Linked DNA regions of Sus scrofa: region 2 is linked to region 1. A link is a contact called in public promoter capture Hi-C data. All regions are on one chromosome and are shown on one strand. Each heading gives the region's core, a stretch centred on a gene start, on an enhancer-like site or on the middle of the called end of the contact. The rest is flanking DNA. Distances are from core to core; before and after follow the strand shown. Region 1 holds the start of IQGAP1 (ras GTPase-activating-like protein IQGAP1). Region 2 holds the start of FURIN (furin).

What was found. Promoter capture Hi-C pulls out the DNA fragments that hold promoters and counts their contacts.
Region 2: a contact with region 1 is called in a promoter capture Hi-C map of liver, with 3 times the contacts expected there. The contact joins the promoter of FURIN here to the promoter of IQGAP1 in region 1. A contact is called at or near these places in 1 of 5 promoter capture datasets (liver) and 1 of 2 datasets of contacts at active chromatin or transcription factors (alveolar macrophages).

What each region holds. Positions count from the first base shown.
Region 1 is chr7:53,017,460-53,022,748 of Sscrofa11.1, forward strand. It overlaps IQGAP1 (ras GTPase-activating-like protein IQGAP1), which reads left to right and starts at 3,020. Exons shown (of 38, transcript XM_021098910.1): 1 at 3,020-3,226; 2 at 4,963-5,062. The coding sequence starts at 3,172.
Region 2 is chr7:53,453,048-53,458,336 of Sscrofa11.1, forward strand. FURIN (furin) reads left to right here and starts at 2,587. Exons shown (of 15, transcript XM_021098916.1): 1 at 2,587-3,014.

The sequences.
Region 1 (5,289 bases), core at 1,770-4,269:
AAGAAGTGAAATTGTTTGAATGATGGCTGCATAATGCAAAGTTGGACTTCAGAAAGATTGTCCAACCAGAAGCGTCTTTCACCCTTTTGCCAATACTATCAATTAAAAAACCAAACCGTTACCACTCTTATGCCAGTTATATCCTTAATGTGCATTTCTATGAAACTTGTGTTTATTGATCTGGCATGTGGGTTCGGTCATTAGACAGACCTGGGTTTGAGCTCTGCCTCTTGCTATGTGTTCTACTTAATTCTCCATTTTCTCATCGTGGAGATAAGAATAGTTCTTTTTTTTTTTTTGTCTTTTTGCTATTTCTTTGGGCCACTTCTGCGGCGTATGGAAGTTCCCAGGCTAGGGGTCTAATCGGAGCTGTAGTCGCTGGCCTATGCCAGAGCCACAGCAACGCGGGATCCGAGCCGCGTCTGCAACCTACACCACAGCTCACGGCAACACCGGATCGTTAACCCACTAAGCATGAGCAGGGACCGAACCCGCAACCTCATGGTTCCTAGTCAGATTCATTAACCACTGCGCCACGACGGGAACTCCAGAATAGTTCGTTATAGGATCATTATAAGGCTCAGATGAGAAAATAAATACAAAACAGAGTCCAGTAAAGCCTCAGTACATCTCAGTTATTATAGCTATGCAGAATGACTTAATTTGTAACCATGAGATAAAGCTGTGTGAGACATCTGAAACTCAGTGGGATATTAATTTAAATACCTGTTAGAAATACAGGGTCCTAGAAATAAGAAAGAATGAAAGAGCCCATTCGTTTTACAACCTTTATGATTCAAGAGAAAGTACATTTACGTATTTGAATTTTATCCATTGAAAAGCTCTTTTGAATGAAAATAAGAACATATATATGTATTTTAAAGGCCAAGAAATATAAAATAAAATCAAAAGATAAGCTGGGTAGGACTCGCATATTTCTAAGAGTAGTCAGAAGAGGTAATGAGTTTTGAAGTCCATGGCATAATATAAAAAGGGGCTCAAAATGACAGTTGGTACAGTGAGAAGAATGGCTCTGAAAATCTGCAGCTCCAGAACTTATGTTTGGCAGAAATCTCTGATCAAAAGTAGTCTTAGTTAACTAGGCTGAAACTGTCTTTCTTAGCAGCTCTGTGTCTTTCAACTCAGACGCTTTAGAACTAAGCACTAAGTTTTTTCTTGGACAAAAACTATGGGATTAATATGTGGAATTTAGAAGAAATGTGTGCTTATTTCACATTTAATGCACTTGCGATGTTTAAGAAAGTTTGTCTTGTTTGGCTTATTATTATAATAAACTTATTAAATTTAAAAATGAGTTATAATAATTATATAATTGTTATATTACTATAATTCTTATTTTAAATAAAATTGAGTTAGCTTCAGACTTAAGATCTTGAGTTGGAATTTTACCAAGTTTACAAATGGAACTGGGTCATCTAAGAAAACTGAAGATTCATTATATTTGTATGTTTATTTCATTTATAGGGATTATTAAGGCTTGAAAAGATTCTAGGCTAAACAATTGAAGAAATTAAAAAGACAAGCTAATAAATTAAGTTTATAGACATAATTTTAAATGTTGGAAGATGTTGAATTAACTGTTTGTGAATGGGACCAAAAATCATTCAAAGTTTTTGAAAAGTGATTGGTAAAATATGCCAATATGGCAATATGACTTATAAACAGAATAAAATTTGTATGGTAAACTTAAGAGCTTAAGCACTAATTTCTGATTTTGTAATAAACTTTTGCCTGTTTTTCAATGAGGGTATTTTGTTTTCATAGGTTTTCAAGTATCTCACTTTAATATTTTGAAGGAAGAGTGGATAAACTAAAAATTGCTTGAGCAAAAAGCCCGGGGCCAGGTTGTGAAGTAGCTTATTTGGCATGCTAAGGAAGTTGGACCACATCCTGAAGGGAGTATTAGCAAAAGACTATAAAATGGAGGAACACGGCCGTGTTTGCACTTTAGAAAGAACAGGGAGTTGGTTGGCATGAGGGAAAACAGAGGTGATGACAATCTAAACAATGTAATCACAGTAGTGATGGAGACAAAATCAAGACACTTCAGAAAAAAATACCGATTGCCTGTAGGGCGTGAACCAAGCGCGAAGTTTCGACTGAGAACTGAGCACCATTAACAGATTTTAACAGGAGGAGGGTCAGTGTTTGACACGTTTAAAATGTTCGTGGGCTTCACAGGTTAAAATGTCCATTACACAGCGGAAAACGATGAGCCAGGGCTTCTAGAAAGTCTGGTCTGAGAATTACATTTAGAGTTCCTTAGCATTTTAAGGTGAGCGTGGATAAAGCGGGCAAAGAAAAAACAGAAGAGGGCTGAGCACAAAATTCCGTTGAATTCCAATATTTTCAGGGCAGGCCACAAGTTGCAAGGGAAGAGGCATCCCTAAAAGAGGCAAAGAGTGCCCTAAAAAGAACTTGCAAAGAATAGTGGCAAGGAAACTAAGGGAAGGAAGTCTGGACAATTCTCCTGCTCTAGCATCCACTTCTCAAATACTTAGGGGAGTTAAGCAGTTCAAATCTGGCGACTGCTGGCGAATCTGGGAGAAGACTGAGTCAGACTGCCAGACTGTGCAGCCCCTTAAGGCAGTTTGGGTCTTGCCTCTGTTCACAACAACACGCTGAGCCACTTCAAAGGAGGCCTTCCCTGAGCACTCGGGTGCAGAAGAGTTTGGCTAGGCAAGCAGGAGAAGGAGGGTGCCCACATTTTTTATTTCAAGCTACCGACACTGGTGGCCTTTTTGTAGGAGGTGCGGTTGGGGCGGCGGCCGGCGAGGGCAGGGATCCAGAACGGGTCGGGGCCTTGTCAGTGGAGCGGAGCTGACAGCAAGATTGGCGGGCAGGCTCCACCTTCTTCCTTCCGCCTCTTGAGGGCGTAGCGGGCGCAGGGCGGGGGCTAGTGGAGGCGTTGGGAGGGTCAGGCCCCGCCTCCTTTCGCTCACTCTGGTCAGCGCGGCAAGGCGGGGCCGCTGGGGCGGGGCCTGCGGGTGGGGCCGGCGGTGTGGGGCGTGGCCTTCGGGTGGGGCCGGTGGCGTGGGGCGGGGCCTGCGGGACCAGGGCAGCCCGCGCACTGTGCAGGAGCAGCAGCCGCCGCCGCCCTCGCCTCCAAGGTTTTGCTGCTTCCTGAGCAGAGACCCGGGCTCGGCCGCCATGTCCGCCACGGACGAAGTTGACGGACTGGGCGTGGCTCGGCCACACTATGGCTGTGAGTGCGGGCTCCGCAGCGCGGGGGTCTCGGGGCCGGGCTCGCTGCTTCCGAGGCGCCGTTTACCCGGGGGCTCGCTGGGCGGGTGGGGCAGGGTGGCTGTGGGCCGCGCGTACCCGGAAGAGCCGGTGTCGCGGGGTGGCGGACGGCAAGGACCCTAACCCGCGCCCCCTCGGTCTCCGAGGCGGCGGCGGGGGGGACCCAGGCGACCTCCCCGCCTTCTCCCGGGCGCTGCGGCTGGAGGGCCCCACCCAGCGCCTCCCGCTACTCAGCTTGGCCAAGATTGGGGAGACGGCCTAGGGTGAGGTGGCAGGAGGACGGGGCAGGGCGTGTCCCAGGGACCGGAGACGCGGGCTCTGCACGGGCGTAGTGAGAAGGTGCTGCCCGAGTGCTGCCTGCGAGGTAGACTCAGGGTCCAGACCTGCCCGGCCCCAGGCTAGCTGAAAGGTGCGGTCTTGGGCAGGTCACTTCAGCTTTCTCGGGATCCCTCTGCAGGATTTCAAAAGTGGAGGGGAAAAAACCCCAAACCTCCGACTTCCTCATTTTCCGAACCTCATTTTCTGTACCTGTCCCACTGAACTGCGGGCGGATTAGTTACCACTGGGCAAAGGAGAGGCCTTTGGAGTCTGGAGGTTTTCGATTTTATTTTATATTCTATGAATAATGTTGTGTTTTCAGATACTTTCACTCAACAGTTATATACGACGAGGTATTGTGTCACGTTGGTGACAAAGATGAGTAAGACCAGACCCTGCCTTGAAAGAATGTTTTTATCAGAGAGACAGGCAGGTGTACTATCTAATGATAATAAGGAGTGATAGAGATGCCCTGCACCAGCTGGACTTACACTATAAGGTGGGGGTGGGGGAGGGGCCTGGGGAAGGCAGGAGGAACCCAGAGAGGACTTTTGAACAGAGCCCTGCAGGATGCTGTGCGTTTTGACAGGGCAGGGTGGGGCCTGAGACGTGACCTGAAGAGGAAGAGTGTGAACTAAGGTATTGACGAGCAGAAGAGCCCTGTGCGGGTTGGGAACTGAGCGGTGTGGAGTGCACAGTGGTAGGGGGAGGGGAGGGAGAGGAGTTTCCCAAAGCAGTCCGGCTAAACTGGGACAGGCATTGAATGCCAACCCCAGGAATTTGGAGTTTATTCCATATCCTGGGTGCCCATAAAGGGAAGCAGATTCCTTTGAAGTTAAGCTCATAGGCTTTTGAGACAGACTGGGTGTGAATCCAGGCCCCACCATTTAGAAGCCATGGGGCTAAGATCACCCAGCCTCACTTTCCTCATTTGTAAAATGGGAGTGATAATCACAGGATTGTTGTGGGGCTTCCCTAAGAGAATGCATGTAAAATGCAGATCACAATTACACCACTTAGTTTCTCAATGACTGCTGGCTGTAATTATTAATACAAGAGGGAAAAACATGAAGAGCTCTGGATTTAGAAGGAGTCTGGCGGATAGACCAGCACAGATTTGGACCAAAATCTCAAGTCAGTATTTTTCAAGTCACCCTGAAATTTAGTACATGTTCATAATATTGTAGTTTTAAACAAAGATTAGGATGCATATGGTCGAACTCTGTGGTTCCTGTCTTAGGAAAGTCCCTGTAGGATGCCTGGCTGTGCACACATTACCCTGACTCTAGGTGGCTAGCAGGAATTTGATGCTGTGGCATTCTTTTATCACTCAGGAAGGGTACAGATTCTTGTGCTGACCTTCTTTCTTTCATGTTCTAGCTGTCCTGGATAATGAGAGACTTACTGCAGAGGAGATGGATGAAAGGAGACGTCAAAATGTGGCTTATGAGTACCTGTGTCATTTGGAAGAAGCAAAGAGGTAAAGATTGGCTGGCTGGAGAGAAGATTGGGAGAAGGGAGCTGATAATGGTGTGAACAAAAATAAAGATCTCTGGGTATGTTGTAGATGTGCCTGTAGGAGGCTGGTAGTTGGAAGAAATAAGTAAGTATAGATAGGATAGGGTATTTTTCTTTGTTTCTTTTTTTTTTGTCTTTTTGCCTTTTCTTGGGCTGCTCCCATGGCATATGGAGGTCCCCAGGCTAGGG
Region 2 (5,289 bases), core at 1,337-3,836, 440 kb after region 1:
TGGGTGCGGCCCTTAAAAAAAAAAAAGCATTTGAACTCTCAGCTAACTGCCCCTCATAATTGGCTGCCCACAGTTTCCCTCCTGGGCATCCTGGCACCCTTCCCTGCTGAGTGCACCCCCCCCACCACCACCAGGCACAGTGGGTGCTGGCGCCTTTCCTGGGCAGCCTGTTCCTATAAAGTTTTCCCCGGTGTACCAGTCCCACTAAGGGATAGCACCCTCCCTCCGCCAGGTATTAACTGGCTTTTTCCCCAGCAATGTTTGTTTTAGGGATTAAAGGTAGTGGAGGAGCCTGTAATTTCCAGAGTCATCTGTTCCTTTCCTGGCAGCCAGCACTACATTTGTTATTTCATTTTCCCAAGCCCCTGATAATATCATTGCAGACACGACGGTTTGCTAGCATCATCCAACGGAAAAACTCTCCAAGGCTTCTCCTATGCTGGTGGACAGGCGCTCACTGGCTTCGTGGCGGGGACGCCTGAGCTCTATGTTCTCTATGTTCTCTATATCCCTGAAACTCCTTCCTTAGGTTAGCCTTGAGGCTCACAGTCGTTTTTGTTTTTTGTTTTTTGTTTTTCATTTTCTTTTTTTTTTTTTTTTAGTTATTTCCCCAATACAATTTTTTTTCCTACTGTCCAGCATGGTGACCCAGTTACACATACATGTACACATTCTTTTTTCTCACATTATCCTGCTCCATCATAAGTGACTAGACATACTTCCCAGGGCTACACAGCAGGATCTCATTGCTCATCCATTCCAAAGGCAATAGTCTGCATCTATTAACCCCAAGCTCCCCAATCCATCCCACTCCCTCCCCCTTCCCCTAGGCAACCACAAGTCTATTCTCCAAGTCCGTGATGTTCTTTTCTGTGGAAAGGTTCATTTGTGCCTTTTTTTCCTTTTCTTTTTCTGTACTACAATCACACACACATACATACCCACCAACCTCATTTATCTGGCATGGTCAAGAAATGGCTACTTCACGTGAGTAAATTTTCAAAATCATGCCTTTCAAGCATTAAACCTTTAAACAGGAATTCCCATCGTGGCTCAGTGGTTAACAAATCCGACTAGGAACTATGAGGTTGAGGGTTCAATCCCTGACCTTGTTCAGTGGGTTAAGGATCCAGCATTGCCGTGAGCTGTGGTGTAGGTTGCAGACACGGCTCGGATCCTGAGTTGCTGTGGCTGTGGCATAGGCCAGTGGCTACAGCTCTGATTAGACCCCTAGCCTGGAAACCTCCATATGCTGCGGGAGCGGCCCTAGAAAAGGCAAAAAGACAAAAAAAAAAAACCTTTAAACAATGAAATGCATTTTACAAACAGCTTTAGGAGTTCCTGTCGTGGCTCAGTGGTCATGAACCTGGCTAGTTTCCATAAGGATAAAGGTTTGATCCCTGGCCTTGCTCAGCGGGTTAAGGATCCCGCGTTGCTGTGAGATGTGGTGTAGGGGGCAGACGTGGTGGCTCAGATCTGGTGTGACTGTGGCTATGGTGTAGGCCAGCAGCTGCAGCTCTGATTGGACCCCTAGCCTGGGACCCTCCATATGATTCGGGTCCGGCCCTAAAAAGACATACCCACACACACAAAAAGAATTAAAAGCCACTTTATTGATGTATACTTGACACACTCTAAACTGCATGTATTTGAAGGGTATGACTTGATCTGTTTTGATGTTGGTGTGTACCCATGGAATCATCACCCCGTCGGGCTAATGAACACATCCATCACTCCTCATAGTCTCCCCCCTTCCCTGCCCTTCCTTCCCGGGCAACCTCTGAACCACTGATCTGCTTTCTAAATACATATTTAATGCAAAGCTGTCTCATCCACTTCCCCACCTCAGTAAACAGAGTGTGATCAACGTGATTGTTCCTTTTTTCTTTTTCTTTTTTTTTTTTGTCTTTTTGCCATTTCTTGGGCCGCTCCTGCGGCATATGGAGGTTCCTAGGCTAGGGGTCTAATCGGAGCTGTAGCTGCCAGCCTACGCCAGAACCACAACAACATGTGATCCGAGCCACGTCTGCAACCTACACCACAGCTCACGGCAACGCCAGATCCTTAACCCACTGAGCATAGCCAGGGACTAAACCTGCAACCTCATGGTTCCTAGTCGGATTCGTTAACCACTGAGCCACGACGGGAACTCCGATTGTTCCTTTTTTCAATTCAGCATTATCATTAATTTTCCTGAGCGCCACGTCCTCAGTCCTCAGAGGTCGTTGGAAATACAGAAGCTTGTTTGCCCTGAACACTAAATGGCCCCATTGTTGTGCTGCTATGCCAGGTGGTTTGGGCTTTGGAAGTTTTCGCCCTTGCTGTCGGCTGTTCAGCGCACAGTTCCCAGCAGACCATGCCTGTTGCCTTGAACCCTGGCACACCGACTTCCTCTTCTTATGCCACTCCCCGCCTACCCCCCTGCCCCGGCGTGTGGCAATGCCTGGGGACATGTTTGGTTGTCATAACCAGGGCGGGGGTTCTATTGGTCCCCAGTGTTTAGGGACCAGGGATGTTGCTAAACCTCCTCCCACGCACGGGACAGTTTCCACGAAAAGGAATAATCTGGCCCGAGATGGTAACAGTGCGGAGGTTGAGAAACGCTGCTCCGGATAACCAAATTGATTGTAAAATTCAACAGCCAGTCGTGTTAACAGACTTTTACTTTTCTACATCAGGAGGGAGAAGGAAGGGCAGAGCTCAGCTCATTGGATCTGCCAGGCCAGGAGGGAGGACGTAGCTTCAGGAAGCTCCTGGCATGTCTCGGGGATCACCTTCCAACCCTCCCAGAGGGGGCTCACTGCCTTCCTGAGGACAAGCTCTAAGAAACTCAGCTTGAGGCCCCAGGGCCCAGCATTCAGCAGGTGCTCAATGAATGTCTGCATGAGTAGACTACACCCAAAGTGCCCATTAGGTACCCAGGTGTGGGTAGTACAGGCTGGGCACTGACACCGAGCCGGCGAAAGGGAACCACTGAACCGACCATTGACTTGGGGCTTCAGCAGAGCGAGCAGGTAAGTGCAGACCCAGCCCACTAATTGGGAAAAGGAGAAGGGCTGGCCATGCTGGGATCCCCGTTCCCACCGCATCCCTTCTAGCTCCTCCCCCCACCCACAGACACTCTGTCCTATAAAGGAGGTTTTTCTCAAAGTGGTTTAGCCAGAACTGGAAGGACCTTGTCCTGTGATGGGATAGGAGGAGCCTGACTGTTGCCCCAACAGCATTCACCATGGACCTCAGGTGTTCTGGAGCTAGATGGTGAAGTATGGGCGTGCTTTATTCAGTTGTGCATGACTTAAAAGTTTAGTTTGCTTCTTCTAAGTTGCCGAAATTCCTGAGAACTCAGGTAAGCAAAAAGAAGACAACAAAAAAGCTCTCAAATCCTACCCTTTTAGAGAAAACACCAGTTAAATGTGGTTGTCTGCCCTTCTATGTAGGGATGGATGTGGTGTAGACATTTTGATTAAAACCAGGTGTGGGTGACGCTGCCAAGGCTTTGTTTGAGGGGCCTGAGAGCAAGGAAGAGATTTTGAGAGAAGGGGACCCACAGAGCACGCCAAGGAGCAATGGGGGCACCTGGGGTGAGGGTGACCGAGTGGATTTTACCACGGGACAACCGATGCTCTTGGGAGACTCCCAGATTAACCCAAATCCAAACATAAACGGAGGCCTCGCTGGCTAGACCCTTCCCCCTCCTCTGGACCCCTGCCAGGAAGGTGGGAACCTCTTCCCAGCCCCTTCCTCCCTCAGGCCCTTCCCATCAGGCCCTGCTCCAAGCCATAGGGCATCCCCAACTCTGTTGCCAGGCTTCTGTCACGTGGCGCCGCACTGCCCATTAACTGCTGTGTAAAACTGATAACTGTGATCCAGAGGTTTCTGGACTCCTGGAGCCCCAAGTCAAAGGCTCAGTTTAGCTCCCTCTGGCCTTAAGGCCTCAGATAAATGGTCGGGAGCGATAAAGAGAACAAAACCTGCCAACAGGACTTGTTCCAGGAGATAAAAGGAGCAGTTACCAGCTGTGGCAAGCTAGGATTTCCTCCAGACGCCCATTCTCAAGAAGAGCGGCTTCCAGGGGAGTTCCCTTGTGGCATAGTGGGTAAAGGATCTAGCAAGTCATTGCTGTGGCTCAGGTTTGCTCCCTGGCTCCGGGCACAGTCAAAAAAAAAAAAAAAAAAAAGAGTGGCTTCTACATTCTTTTTAAGGACAGAAGTGTTGTAAACTACAAGTGTATGTGGAAGCCTGAACTGGGAGCGGGGCTGAGGTGGAGCCACTCAGGGCAGGCAAGGACGGGCGCCCACTCGCTCAGACCTCTCCTCTCTCTTTGCTCCTCCCCTCGTGATGCACCTCTGAGCAACACAGTTTAGAGAATTCTCCTTGTGCCAAAGCCAGGATTGGCGGGAGAAACTAGGAAGTTCCAGCTCCTCTGAGGGTGGCTGCGGTCTCAGCCCTCTGAGACAGGGCTGGTCCCTCCTCTTCCTGAGACCCGCTGTGGCTCCCCTGGGGCCAGTCGCCAGGATGGGCGGGGCACCCAGAGGCAGACAGGATTGCTTGCTTTCTGGGTTGATTTTTCTTTCTTTTTAAATTTTATTTTATTTTATCTTTTTAATTTTTTTTTTTTTTTTTGGCTGCCCCACAGCATACGGAGGTCCCAGGCCAGGGATCACATCTGAGCCACAGGGGCAACCTAAGTTGCAGGTATGGACTGACCTTTCTTGTAGGCCAGACGACAAGTGGGACGGGCATTGGGGGGACTCTGAGGCTAGGTGGGGCCAGCCCTATCCCAATTTCCCATCAATAGTGTTCTCTTGCACAGAGACTGAGGAAGAACCGTGACTCACTTCCTCCCTCAGTCTGACTGTAGAACTATTGTTCTCCCACTGTGGCTGGTGCTGCTGGATGGGGCTACCCCAGGCTGGCCCCTAGGAGTCTGCTCCTTGTGGGAGGCAGTTCCCATTCTGAGAAGGGGCCAACCGGACGTACCTCCCTAACCAACTTTCAGCACCCATATTCTTTTTTTTTTGTCTTTTTAGGGCCGCACCCGCAGCATATGGAGGTCCCCAGGCTAGGCGTTGAATCGGAGCTGCAGCCGCCTGCCTACACCATGGCCCCAGCAATGCCAGATCCAAGCCTTGTCTGTGACCTACACCACGGTTCATGACAACGTCAGATCCTTCATCCACTGAGGGAGGCCAGGCGTCTTCATGGATGCTAGTCAGATTCGTTTCCGCTGAGCCACAACAGGAACTCCAGCACCCCATATTCTTCCCTGTTTCCGGTTTTTGCACTATT